Regions from separate parts of the Gossypium hirsutum genome. Here region 2 is linked to region 1. A link is a contact called in public Hi-C data. All regions are on one chromosome and are shown on one strand. The core of a region is the stretch at or near the end of the contact, and the rest is flanking DNA. Distances in the headings are between cores, read along the strand shown. Region 1 overlaps LOC121231922 (a long non-coding RNA gene). Region 2 holds the start of LOC107952811 (transmembrane protein 256 homolog).

What was found. Hi-C and Micro-C count contacts between places; a contact is called where the count stands out from the background.
Region 2: a contact with region 1 is called in a Hi-C map of leaf, with 3 times the contacts expected there. The contact joins the promoter of LOC107952811 here to the enhancer-like site in region 1. A contact is called at or near these places in 16 of 34 Hi-C or Micro-C datasets (callus, fibers, hypocotyl and 3 more).

The regions. Positions count from the first base shown.
Region 1 is chrA07:64,918,465-64,924,024 of Gossypium_hirsutum_v2.1, reverse strand. It overlaps LOC121231922 (a long non-coding RNA gene), which reads left to right. Exons shown (of 2, transcript XR_005930082.1): 1 at 1-3,534. Among protein-coding and RNA genes, the nearest start is that of LOC121231922, 3.9 kb to the left of the region's middle. Within about 2 kb of position 3,699, at least 9 of the 9 cell types and tissues checked have an H3K27ac peak or open chromatin away from gene starts, as enhancers often do. A contact at or near this core is called in fibers, hypocotyl and leaf, where this site is marked.
Region 2 is chrA07:65,098,437-65,104,687 of Gossypium_hirsutum_v2.1, reverse strand. It overlaps LOC107952811 (transmembrane protein 256 homolog), which reads right to left and starts at 2,115. Exons shown (of 5, transcript XM_016887996.2): 1 at 1,961-2,115; 2 at 1,806-1,876; 3 at 1,606-1,686; 4 at 1,353-1,396. The coding sequence starts at 2,015.

The DNA.
Region 1 (5,560 bases), core at 2,450-4,949:
GAACAGTAAGCACTACGAACTGAGAAGACTCTTGACACTGACCGGGCCCATATCACTCTATCCAATCCAGAGTCTAGGTGTGGAGGAGGAATGCTAATGATTCTATTGATTACATCTTCAGTCACCCAAACACAAAACAACTCCAAGTTCCAGCTACCATCGAAATTGACCATCTCCCTAACACAACAATCCAAATCAAGGTTAGCAGAAGAAGGTATTTTTGAAATTAAAGGGCCCGTACCTGGAATCCAAGGATCTTTCCAACATCGAGCATTGGTGCTATCACCAATGGACCAAGCTAGATTTTCACGAAGAAGCTGTCATATCTTGGAAAGTGCCATCCATAAATATGAGCACTAAGATCTATTAATAGGATCTAGAAACTGATCTTTCCAACCATATTTGGCACGAAGAAAGCACATTGTTTTTAAACAATAGATTAAAGCCAATCTTCATAAGGAATGATGAAGTTTGATCTTTTAAATGCTTGAATCCAAGACCTTCCCGAGCCCTCGGTTGACAAATAGAACTCCAACCTACTAAAGACATTCGAGGGTGACCATCAGTACAGCCCCAAATAAACTATCTAACTAATCTTTTGATGTCAACAATAACACCTTTCGGAATCATCAAGGACTTAATGAAGTAATTGGATACAAAAAGGAGTACAAATTGAGCCAAAATGATTCTTCCAGCAATAGATAATTTCCTAGCCTCCCAACTCTGTAATTTTTTCCTCACTTTGTCCCTAATAAAGCTAAGAGCACTCTTGGTAACCCTATCGTGCAAAAGAGGAACACCTAAATAAGAGCTAAGATTCCGGACTTCCTGAAATCCAAAGAGCTGACTGAGTTGATACGGACATCAGCTTCAGTATTTTTGGAAAAAAAATGTTGCTTTTTCTAACACTAATTTTATGACCCGAGATCTCACAAAAATAAGTTAGAATGTTATCCAATAATCGAGCTTGGTCAAGTTGAGCTTTGCAGAAGATCACCAAATCATTAGCAAAGTATAGATGGGAAACAGAAAGACCGGCACAAGAAAGACGAATTGGATCCCAGTTTCTAGTTTCTATCTATGTCTGAATAAAATGACCCAAACATTCCATACAAAGCACAAATAGATAAGACGATAAGGGACATCCTTAATGAATTCCTCTATTAGGTTTGAACTTCAGAGTAGGTATTCCATTCCATAGAATTTGCATAGAATAAGAAGAAATAGCTGTCATAATCACTTTACGTAAGAAGACAGGGATCCTAGCCGCAACCAAAGAAGCATTTATAAACTCTCAACTAACTCTGGTATAGGCCTTCTCCAAATCCAGCTTAATAGCCATCCATTTCCTCCCTTTTCGATTGCACCTCATAGAATGGATGACTTCTTGAGCTAAAATAATGTTATCAGAAATGTTTCGCCCAGCTATGAAACCAGCTTGTTCTTGGGAGATCAGCTTAGGAAAAATCACCTTGAACAGATTTGCAATCACCTTCATTACAAACTTGTAAAGAAAAGAACATAAAATAATGGGTCTAAAATGACTAAAGTCCTTAGGGTTTTCTTTTTTAGGAATAAGCACAATCAACTTATTATTCAAATCTAGCTCAATCGATCTACCATCAAAGACATCTTTAACCCACTGACACACATCATTTCCGAGGATATCTCACTGACTTTGAAAGAAGTGAGCTTGGAACCCATCACTTCTAGGAGCTTTCAAGGGAGCCATGTTAAACAATGCCCTTTTAATCTCCTCATTAGTGATAGTAGCCTAAAAAAAAGTAGACTCAGAGGCATTAAAGCTAGGAAAGCCGACATTTGGAATATCTCTCAAGATAGGGGAGGCCTCTCCGTAAAGTCTTTCGAAAAATTCCATCACCTTAAATTGCAGAATGTCATGATCTGAACACCATTCCCCATTATTAATACATAAGGTTGTGATACGATTGAATTTCTTTCTCCTCAACGTATGACTATGAAAGGATTTTGTATTCCGGTCTCCCAATTGAAGCTAATGGCATCAAGCCTTTTTTCTCCAAAGCAAATCTTCATGATCAAAAACATTTTCCAATTCATCTCGAATATCCAATTCTTTTTTGACTAAATGAGTAGATAAAGAGTGATCTAAGGCTCTTTGAATATTTTTGAGCGATCTCATTAAATTCCGCTTACGAGTACCCAAAAAGCCATAAATGTTCCTGTTCCAATCTTTAGCAAAAAAAGGTAAAATTATTTAAAGATTAAGCCATATTACCTACAGAATTCCACATTTCTCTGATAAGGTTCGGGAAATCATTATGCTTCGTCCATCTTGCTAAAAATCTGAAAAGTTTGCCTTGTGATATGCTAAGGTCTGTCCTAGTAGATAGCAAGAGGGGCCTATGGTCAGACTTAATACGAGTGAGGTGATGGACTGTGTACTACAAAAAAACAGAAACCCAAGCATCATTAGCTAAGGCCTAATCAAGTCTGACAAAAGTACCACCTCTTTTCCAAGTGAAGGATGGCCCACTATACCCCAAATCCTGTAGTACATAAGAGTCAACAAAATTACCAAATAAATTGCAACGCTTACCTACGAAGATAGTGCTTTTTTTATCTGAAAGAGATAAAATAGCATTAAAATCTCCCATAATTAACCAAGGAAAAGAATGATTAGGGATAACAGATCTTAAGCCTTCCCAAAGAAGCTTTCGTTTAGACCTATTTGGACTGACATAAGCAAAAGAAATGTAGAACAAATTATTAGGACTAAGATTATCAACATGTAAGAAGATAAATTACGGATGATTATGAATAATATGGACTTGGATAAAGCCCTTCAATCTAACCCATATGCCTCCTAAAAAACCAACAGCTTCAACCCGATGTGAGTAGTTAAAACCCAATTTATCAATAATAAAATTAGCCTTTTTACTACTCACTCTCGGTTCCACCAAGCAAACAATGTCAGGCCTGTAGTCCGCGTTGTATTCCCGAAAAGTTCGTAAAAAATTTCTACTAGCGCCCCCTTGATAGTTCCAGGAGAAAATTTTTAGATTTAAAGCCATAAAAAATTTGATATAATATAAGAAAAAAAAGAAAAAAAGTAAAGTAAACAAATCCCCAATTCTAATATAAAAAGATATATAAAATACCAAAATAAAATAAAAAAATCCATCAAAAAAACCTTACTGTTCAGGGACATTAGCTCTCTCTTTTTCCACCCAAGCTCAATTTCTATTTCATTACCAAGATTAGATTTTGAAAGAGCCGAAATACTCTCGACAAGTTGCTCCATCGAATCCTTTAGGTACAGTCTCTGGATTCCCGAAGTTTTGAAATGGATATTGTTGCCATAAAAAAATTTGGCATGTTTTTTAGCAGCTCCTCTACCTCTATTTCTAAGCACCTTATCTGAACCAGAAGGATTTGCCGGAGAAGAATTCAGAATCTTAGAAGAGGGAAGACTGTTACTTTCCTTGGCGTGAGTGCTTTCATGGAAAGCAACTTTCGAATATTTGCCGGAATCAAGATTTCCAACATCCAAAGGTACGCCACTTCTGTCTCGCCCTGCGTCCTTCGAATCTGGCCGAATAGATAAACCTTTACCTTCAAGTCGGAGACTCAAATCAGCGCCAGGTTCTATTAACAAACCTGCCTCAGCTGAAAACCACCTATCCCTTCCAGCAGCATCAGTACTTTGTTGGGCTGCTGAATTTGGATCAGCTTGATCCAATAGACCCTGGGCCTGCCCAATTGGAGTATTTCCAAGGCCCAATCCGTTAACCGTCTCCTTAAAAACCTGTGAATTTTTTTCAGCCTAATAATAGGCAGATTGGGCTCCACATTAAGTCCAATATTCTCTCTAATGAACGAGCCACCAGCCTCCATCGAACCTACCTACTTTAAATTACTATTATTAATGATTTTTTCCTTTTCTATGCAACCATTGAAGTGAGGAGCAGTATTGTTCTCAAGGAAATTACCATACATAGCTTCTTTCTCTTTGTAGTGCCTAGAATCAGGCAAATCTCCCTTATAATCCTCTTTGTGCGTATCGCTATTATTAAGGATTCTGAACCGAGATCCTTCTTTTCTAGCCTTTTGATTATCTAAGGAAATTGGCACATTTTCTCTAATTTTTCGCCTTAATTCCTTTCAACGATCATCCAAGGTCTGAAATTTCTGTCCTTTTTCTCCAAACCATCTCCGGCTGTGTTTTGAAGCTCTAATGATAAAACAGACATGGCGTTCTCCTTTTCACTGGTAGTTCTAGAATTTCTAAAAGAACAAGAATTTTCCACATGTCTGTACCTTCCATAGTGGAAGAAAATTGTTGATAGAGACTCGTATTCTACATTCTGTTTATGACCATTAATCGGAATACATGACACCAAAGGCTTTTCCATATCAACGTAAACAACCATTCTAGCAAAGCACCCCCTAGCCCTGCTATCCGTGTTCATATCCAATTTAACCACTTTTTCCAACCATTTCCCCTATTTTAGTAATAATTTTATAATTGTATAAATATCCAGGTAAACTAGGAAATCTGATCTATGCCATTAGGTAAGCCTGTGTGGGATCAAAGGTTAACGTCCAAGGCTGAACAGTCAAAATATTGACAAAAAATGATCCACGGTCCTTCAGATAATGTCTTTTCACAATCCAGCTTATTCTAAAATTTCACCAGGAAATATCCATTTTCAATGTCCATCATATGTAAATGTGTTGATGGTCTCCACATGTTGCATAATTTATTCTACAAAACCGAGAATCCAATGTTACGACCAAGAAGTTTTAAAATCACGATGTTCTTCATACCTTGAATGAGGATTTTGTGAATCTTGTCTGAGAAAGAAATGGAAGGCACCCCATTGACAACTGATTTCTGAATATCCCCATCCAAGATATCAAGATCATTTTTTCCTTCTGATCCATTGAATGTATCCTTTGACAATTGGCCGACGAGCATGTCCCTCCACGAGATAGGTTTTTCCAGAGACAAATCAATCATCATGTTATTAGTAGTATCATCTTTTTTTCCTCTGAATTTAACCTTCTTAGGAATCAACTCCTACATAATGGATTTTTCAGAAACAGTGTTTTCATAGAGAGCACTCATGTCTTTCCTTATTGTATTGAATGTTTTAAGTGGTTATGTAATGAATGGTAAATAGATTGGAATTTGTTGAATGGTATGATATGGTGAATTTATTGCAGATGTTCAATGAATTGGTATGAAAAATTGTTATATGTCTATATATGATAATAGAAACTCTTGGCATGATGGAGTGTGAATTGGTTAAATATTGAACTTGAATTCATTGTGTTCATTTGCTAATGCTAATGTTGCATTGATTTGAATCATGAAAGGACCATTGAGATTTCCCGCTCAACGTACGATTGTTTCTTTCCGTGCGTAGTTTTTAGTAGATATCAAGATTTTGAAACGTGATACAACATCCAATCAAAAGTTCTTGAATCAACAATGTTTGTATAATTCCTTTTATTTTGATATATGACATGTACCTAAATTTTGAGTTTAATTTGTATTTAAATGGTTGTGGTGAAT
Region 2 (6,251 bases), core at 866-3,365, 180 kb before region 1:
CATACACCTAACTGTTCAAAGCTAGGTTATGTTTCTGTTCAATCAAAGAATCCATAGTGTTGAATGACAGGAGATATGGTCAATACAGAGATGCACTTTTATTCACAGCATTAGTAATGCACGGTATCCCATAGACCCTATGAAAAAAATCTCCATGGTTTCAATAGCAATACAAACACGCTAAGGAATTGACATTTAGTAACGTTGAGGAGGAATCGGTTCCCCTGGGAGAAGTTTTCTAAGTGTCGTCCTCTGGGTAGTCGACCTAGACCCCAACAATTTAAATTATTGTCCCCGTGTCAGGTTTTGTCCCTGGCCTCCGCGCTAAGCCGTGTATGATTCACCGGGGGGCTCGGTCGGTAGAGATACGTACTTGCAAGACTCAAGATAAATGTTAGTATTGGACGTGAATAATAATAGAGGTCATAGCTCAAGTGGTACCATGTTTACGAACATGTCAACTTTAAGCTAAGATTAGTGGTTCAAACTACAGCACGCCTGAGTACCTCCATTATTATTCATATGCCCAACACTTACACTTATCCCAAGTCTTGCAAGTACCTATCTCTACCGACCGAGACGCCCCCCTCTGTGAACCATACACAGCTCTCCGTGGAGGCCGAGGAAAAAACTCCAACACGGGGACAATACCTTCAATTGTTGGGGTCCAGGTCAGCCGCACAGAAGACACTTCGAAGACTTCTCAACAAGCAACAAATAATTTTTATAAAAAGTTATAAAGCGCAGCAAATATTAGTTATGCAAAATGTATTTGCAGCGATTTTATGCACATTCTTGTTTAGTTTTACAATAACTTGTTGAGTCTTTTTATGCTGCCAACATTTAAATATTTGTAAAACCATAAAATTTGCAATAAATAACATATTGTTGCTAAAAGTCAAATTGCTATTAGAGTCTCCTCAATTTTACATATCATCCAACTACATTACATTCAAAGCCTTCGCTAATTCTGAACTAAACACGAAGCTCAATAAAAATATAAAAGAAAAACCTTAAGAAATGCAAATTTTAAACCGTTAAATGCATCCGCATCCATCAGGTAGAATGGCCAAATATATGAACTTCTCAAGAAACATTAACCTAAGAAATGCACTTAAAAACAAGACAGTGATCTATGACCAAACACATGCAACAACAAAAAAACACAAGTTTAAAACAATTAAATGTATCATTTTCATCAAGGAAAGTAACCCAAAGTATGAAATCTCGATGAATATCATTCAAATCCCTTTCACCAAATCTTTTTTTTCCCTCAGATTAGCATTCATCAATTGCAAACTTATAACAAGTAACAAATTCAAAAAAGAAGATAAAAGGGAAAGGGAACTTACGACCCAGAGAAAGAAAGAATGCCAGCAGTCAAAAGGCCTCCAAACTGAAGCACAATAAAAGAGAGCAGTTAGCCCATTGATAACTCGACACGAAGCAATAAAATTCAGGGGATTGTATGATTAGTCTCTTAAAACTAAAACCATAAAACCAATCAATAAAACAACAAAGTATTTTTCCCAAGAATATTAAGCAAACCATGCCCAGAAAATCAATAATGAAATTATAAAAATAAAAGGGCAAAAGGGAACTAACAATGTGGGGGCGTTTGGTAATAGGAGCAGAAAGAAGAGCAGCTGTGTGAAACAAGTGGTAAGTAGAAGCGATTTGCCATACCTAAGTTCATCATCCAATTATAAAAAGAAAAAAAAAAGAACAACAAAATAATTGAACAACAAAAACGTTGAAAAGTGAAAATTTGGGTGAAAAAAATGAAAGGGTATTAAAAAACCGACCTCCTTGTAAACGGGATTTTCAGGTTTAAAGATGTGGAAGCCATAAGTGCCCAATCCAAGGGCTGCTATTCCTGTTATTTAAAAAAAAACAACAACCCATAAATAAGTATATATGAAAAAGGAATTGAAAAAGATGAGATAAATAAGTTAAAAACCAGAAACAGCAGCAATCTTGTGCCACTGAAAAGCATCCATTTGGGGAATTCTCATAAACTCTCTTCTTTCTTCAGGTTAGACTTCTGGTTGCATGTTGGCGATCGGTTTTGCTGCAGTGAGCAAACTTTATTATGCGTAAATCGTTGAAAGGCGGAGTCAAACGTTGTCGTTTTTCTTTCGCGCTGAAACGCAACCGTTTACATGGTTCTCCTATTCTTTTACTCGTTTTGAACTTTTTTCTCTTTCGTGTTAATTATTTACTTTTATTAGCTCAAGTTTTGTTTCAGGTTAAATTCTGCTGTAAGTAAAGCTATTATAATATTAGGTAAAAATCAACTAGCATGATTTATGGTTAAAAAATGGTGAAATTGTAAGTTTCGGGTTTAGGGACTAAATGCATAAAAGGTACACTGTGAGGACAATTTTGTAATTTTTCATCATTAAGGGTTATAAGCTAAATTGATTATTTTAAATTTTGAAACAAAATTAATTAAATAAAAATATTTATCTAGATCAAGAAACAACTCAAATGGATACAGATTGCGAGAAAAAAAAAACCAAAATAGCAGATTAGCCGTTGGATCATGTTAGGGCATTGTTTTGGTACAAGTAAGTTCGTATAAGGATTAACTTGTTAATTTCTATTTGTGATGAATGATTAACGATTTAGTAAAAATTTACAATTGGAAAATTGGGTTGAATGGAAATGTTTAAATAGTTAATAGCAAATTGTGAAAATGTGAATTTTATGGATTCATATGTTTGTAATGGTGTAATGGAAAGAAATTAAAGAATTCAAAATGTAATATATCTCGTTTGAACCTTACGAATACTTAGGATACAAATGACATGTCATTAGGGATTATATGGTTTCAAGTGCTGGTTCTGGATGTCCTACAGATGGCTGAGGTCCTGCATTTGTTGCAGATTCTCCACAGCTTGTGTGAGCAGCATCTTGTAGCTAACATCCAGACCCATAGCTTGTGTGAGTAGGCCTATTTCACAGCTCGTGTGAGCACTATTGGAAATGTTATGATTACATGAAAAGGCACACTTTGTGTGAGTATTCCTGAGTATTTGATATAAGTCTAAATGGTTCAATGGGTAAGTAAAGGTTAATGGAAAGGCATGTATAAAAACTTATTGTTGCTAATGATCATATGAAATGGAAATATTGGTATGTGTAAATGAAATAAAAAGGAAGAAAATTTATCATATGATGAATGTTAGATATATGGAATTCATTTCATAATATATGCTATGTTTCATAGATGTTATATTTTCAAGTTATCTACTAACTATGTGGATTGTGATGAATAGGAAATATAATGTCTAAATGACTTAATGAGCATGATTGAAAAGGTTTGTATATGAAATGAGTTATGTCATTGGGTTTATGAAATGGAAGTTGTGATATATATAAATTGTTTGAAAAGGTAATTAATTGATTGTGTGTTGGATGATTTACAGAATGAAATTCATTTCATGTTATGTTCCATTTTCATGTATAGATGTGTTCTTAATTATATCTATTAACCTTGTGAGGTGTTGTGGATAGGGAGGAAAAGTATCCTTATGATCTCATGATCTATGAATGAATGAATTAATCGTTTTATGTTCGGTAAGTTTAAGTTTCTTGTATATGATCTTACCAAGCACTAGTTGCTTACGTAATTATTTTGTCTATTTTGTAGATTATCAAAAGCTTGAACGATTGGAATCAACATCGGAGCAAGATCACACTATCTATCGATCCATTTTGGTAACTTTTGAATATATTGAAATGGTTATAAATGGCAAGTATAGGGTTGTATGTTAAATTGGTATGTTTTGGGTTGTGCTAAGTTTTGATATGCCTTAATACCTTTTGTTAATGGTTGAGCATGGTCTTTTGATATTAGGAAAGAAATGGTTGATTGATTTGTGTGTGGATGATTAAAGTTTGAACAAAATGTTAAAATGATATATGTGAGTCTAGTATGTATAGGGCTTAAATATAATAGATGTTGTGAATGTGTTATTTGGCCAACTTGGTATGGTTATTGTAACACCCCTTACCCATATCCAAAGCCGGGACATGGTTCGAGGCATTACCGGACTTAAACATTCACAAACATGCAAAACCAGGCCATAAAATTTCATCTGAATTAAAACTTTTCAAACACATGTAGATCGTCCTTTATACAGGCCTTCGAGGCCTAAAACACACATCGGGATGGTTCGGGACTAAACTGAGGACTTTAGAAAGCTCTGGGAAAACTTAGAGAAATTTTCATGAAACAGGGTCACAAGCCTGTGTGGACACAGGACATGCTCTTGTGTCTTAAACACGCCCGTGTACTCAGTGTAACACTTTAAACCCGGCCCAGACGTTATGGCCGAATTCGACGTGCCACTTTGAAGTTAAAAATCCACGTTTCATTTTAGTGTTTTAAATATCCGACTTTTGTTGAGCTAACAAAGTGAATGGAAGCTGTGCACCAGGTAGGTATCCGAAACAGAGGAGGTGAGCCATGAAGGCTACTTAAGTACCAAGCTCTTCGATTGGATCCAATCCTAGACATGCCCACAACCATTGCCACACTTTGATAACCAACTTGAAAATTCATTTGGGTAGATATCCTTGATAAACCGATTAATCGTGTTGTTACGTTATTTTGAAAACGAGTATCATTTTGAAAATGCGCCCTAAGTCTAGCCCATTTTAATTATTATCAACAAAAATTTAGAGTTATTGAAAATAAAATAATCCCAGAGAGAAAATAAAGTTAAAATGGCCTTATTACAACCCAAAAATAAATAGTAAATAAGATAAACTAAAGAAAACCAGTCACTTATTTCAAAAGCCCAAAAGCGATCCACGTGGCCACTCTGAATCCCCTCCGGCTCCAAGTCCCCACATTAAGGCTCACCTGCAAGGTTAAGGTGGGGGTGTGAGTTTGGAAACTCAGTGTGCAACAAGCTCCTTTCAGAGCCCAAAACAATATCAGCATACTGGGCCTAAGCCCAAAATCAGTCTCAACATATACTGGGCCGAAGTCTTTCATTAAATGATTACTGGGCCGAAGCCTTTTCATAATTCATATCACTGGGCCGAAGCCTTTACTGTAAACGGTATGGCCCATAGGCCCATTTCATTATCATATGTAACATCAAAGAATGCATGCAAGCCCATTTGGGGAGACTACTCAACCCACCATGTGATAGCCTTAAATTGACCCTAGTCGAAAAGTGGTTTCGGGACCACTAAACCGAGTCACCGAAGTATTTGAATATGATATTTATTGTCTAAAATATGTGAATATGAATGTGTGAAAGTTTTAAGCTTCGATTTAGTCGATTGCATGTGAATTTAGTTAATAGGACTTATGTGTGACACTTTTGAAATGTGATAGGTTAATCTATAAGGATCTATTAATGCATGTTGTAAAAATGATGGGTTTGCATGTCAAATTTCCATTTATGATAAGTAGTGGCCGGCCATGGTATGGGCTATTATTGATAATATGTATTTTTCTATTAACATTTTTAGTTTACAAAATAAAATAATGAATTAAGAATAATAAAACATGAGGTGAGTGGGAGGAGAAACCAAAGTTGTTTCATCCTTGCTCCTCCATTGCCGTGACTTGAGGGAGGAAGAAGAAAAGAATTCTCTTGTTTCATGTTCGGCTGGGTTGATGTTTAAGAAGAGGTAAGTACTTTGAAATTCTTAAAAATTTATGCATAAATAAGGTGATTAGTTCAAGTTCTATTCATTCCATGGATTAAGTTTTGGTTGTTTGGAGGTTTGATATTCAGCCAAGTAGTTGAAGCTCTTAGTACATATATTTCTTTTCTTTTTCTTGAAGGTTGGAATTGGTTTGTTCATAGGGAGGTGCCGAATGTGGCCATTGAAGGGTCTTAATGAACAATATGAGTGGCTTGGGTTTATAACATTCGGTTAAGGAATTTTGTGTGCTAGCAAGTTTGGTTTAATATATAGATGTAAATCACCTTGTAATTGATAATTTGAAGAGTAGGAAATGGCAAATTAAAATGATGTTGGGTAAATTTTTAGTTTAGTTGTGCTTAAGCATTCGGCATTAATGTTGATATTGGCTATTAATATGAACAAGATAGAAAATCGGTTATAGATGTGATTGAGTAATTCGGTCATTGATGGGCATTATTGTAACCTAATTGAATTTTTGCTACTTTTAATTTCGAGATGGAATTTGTATATATAAGTTAAGTTGAGCGGTTAGGGCCGAATGAGGTATATAAGATATGAAAGCATGCTAGAATTAA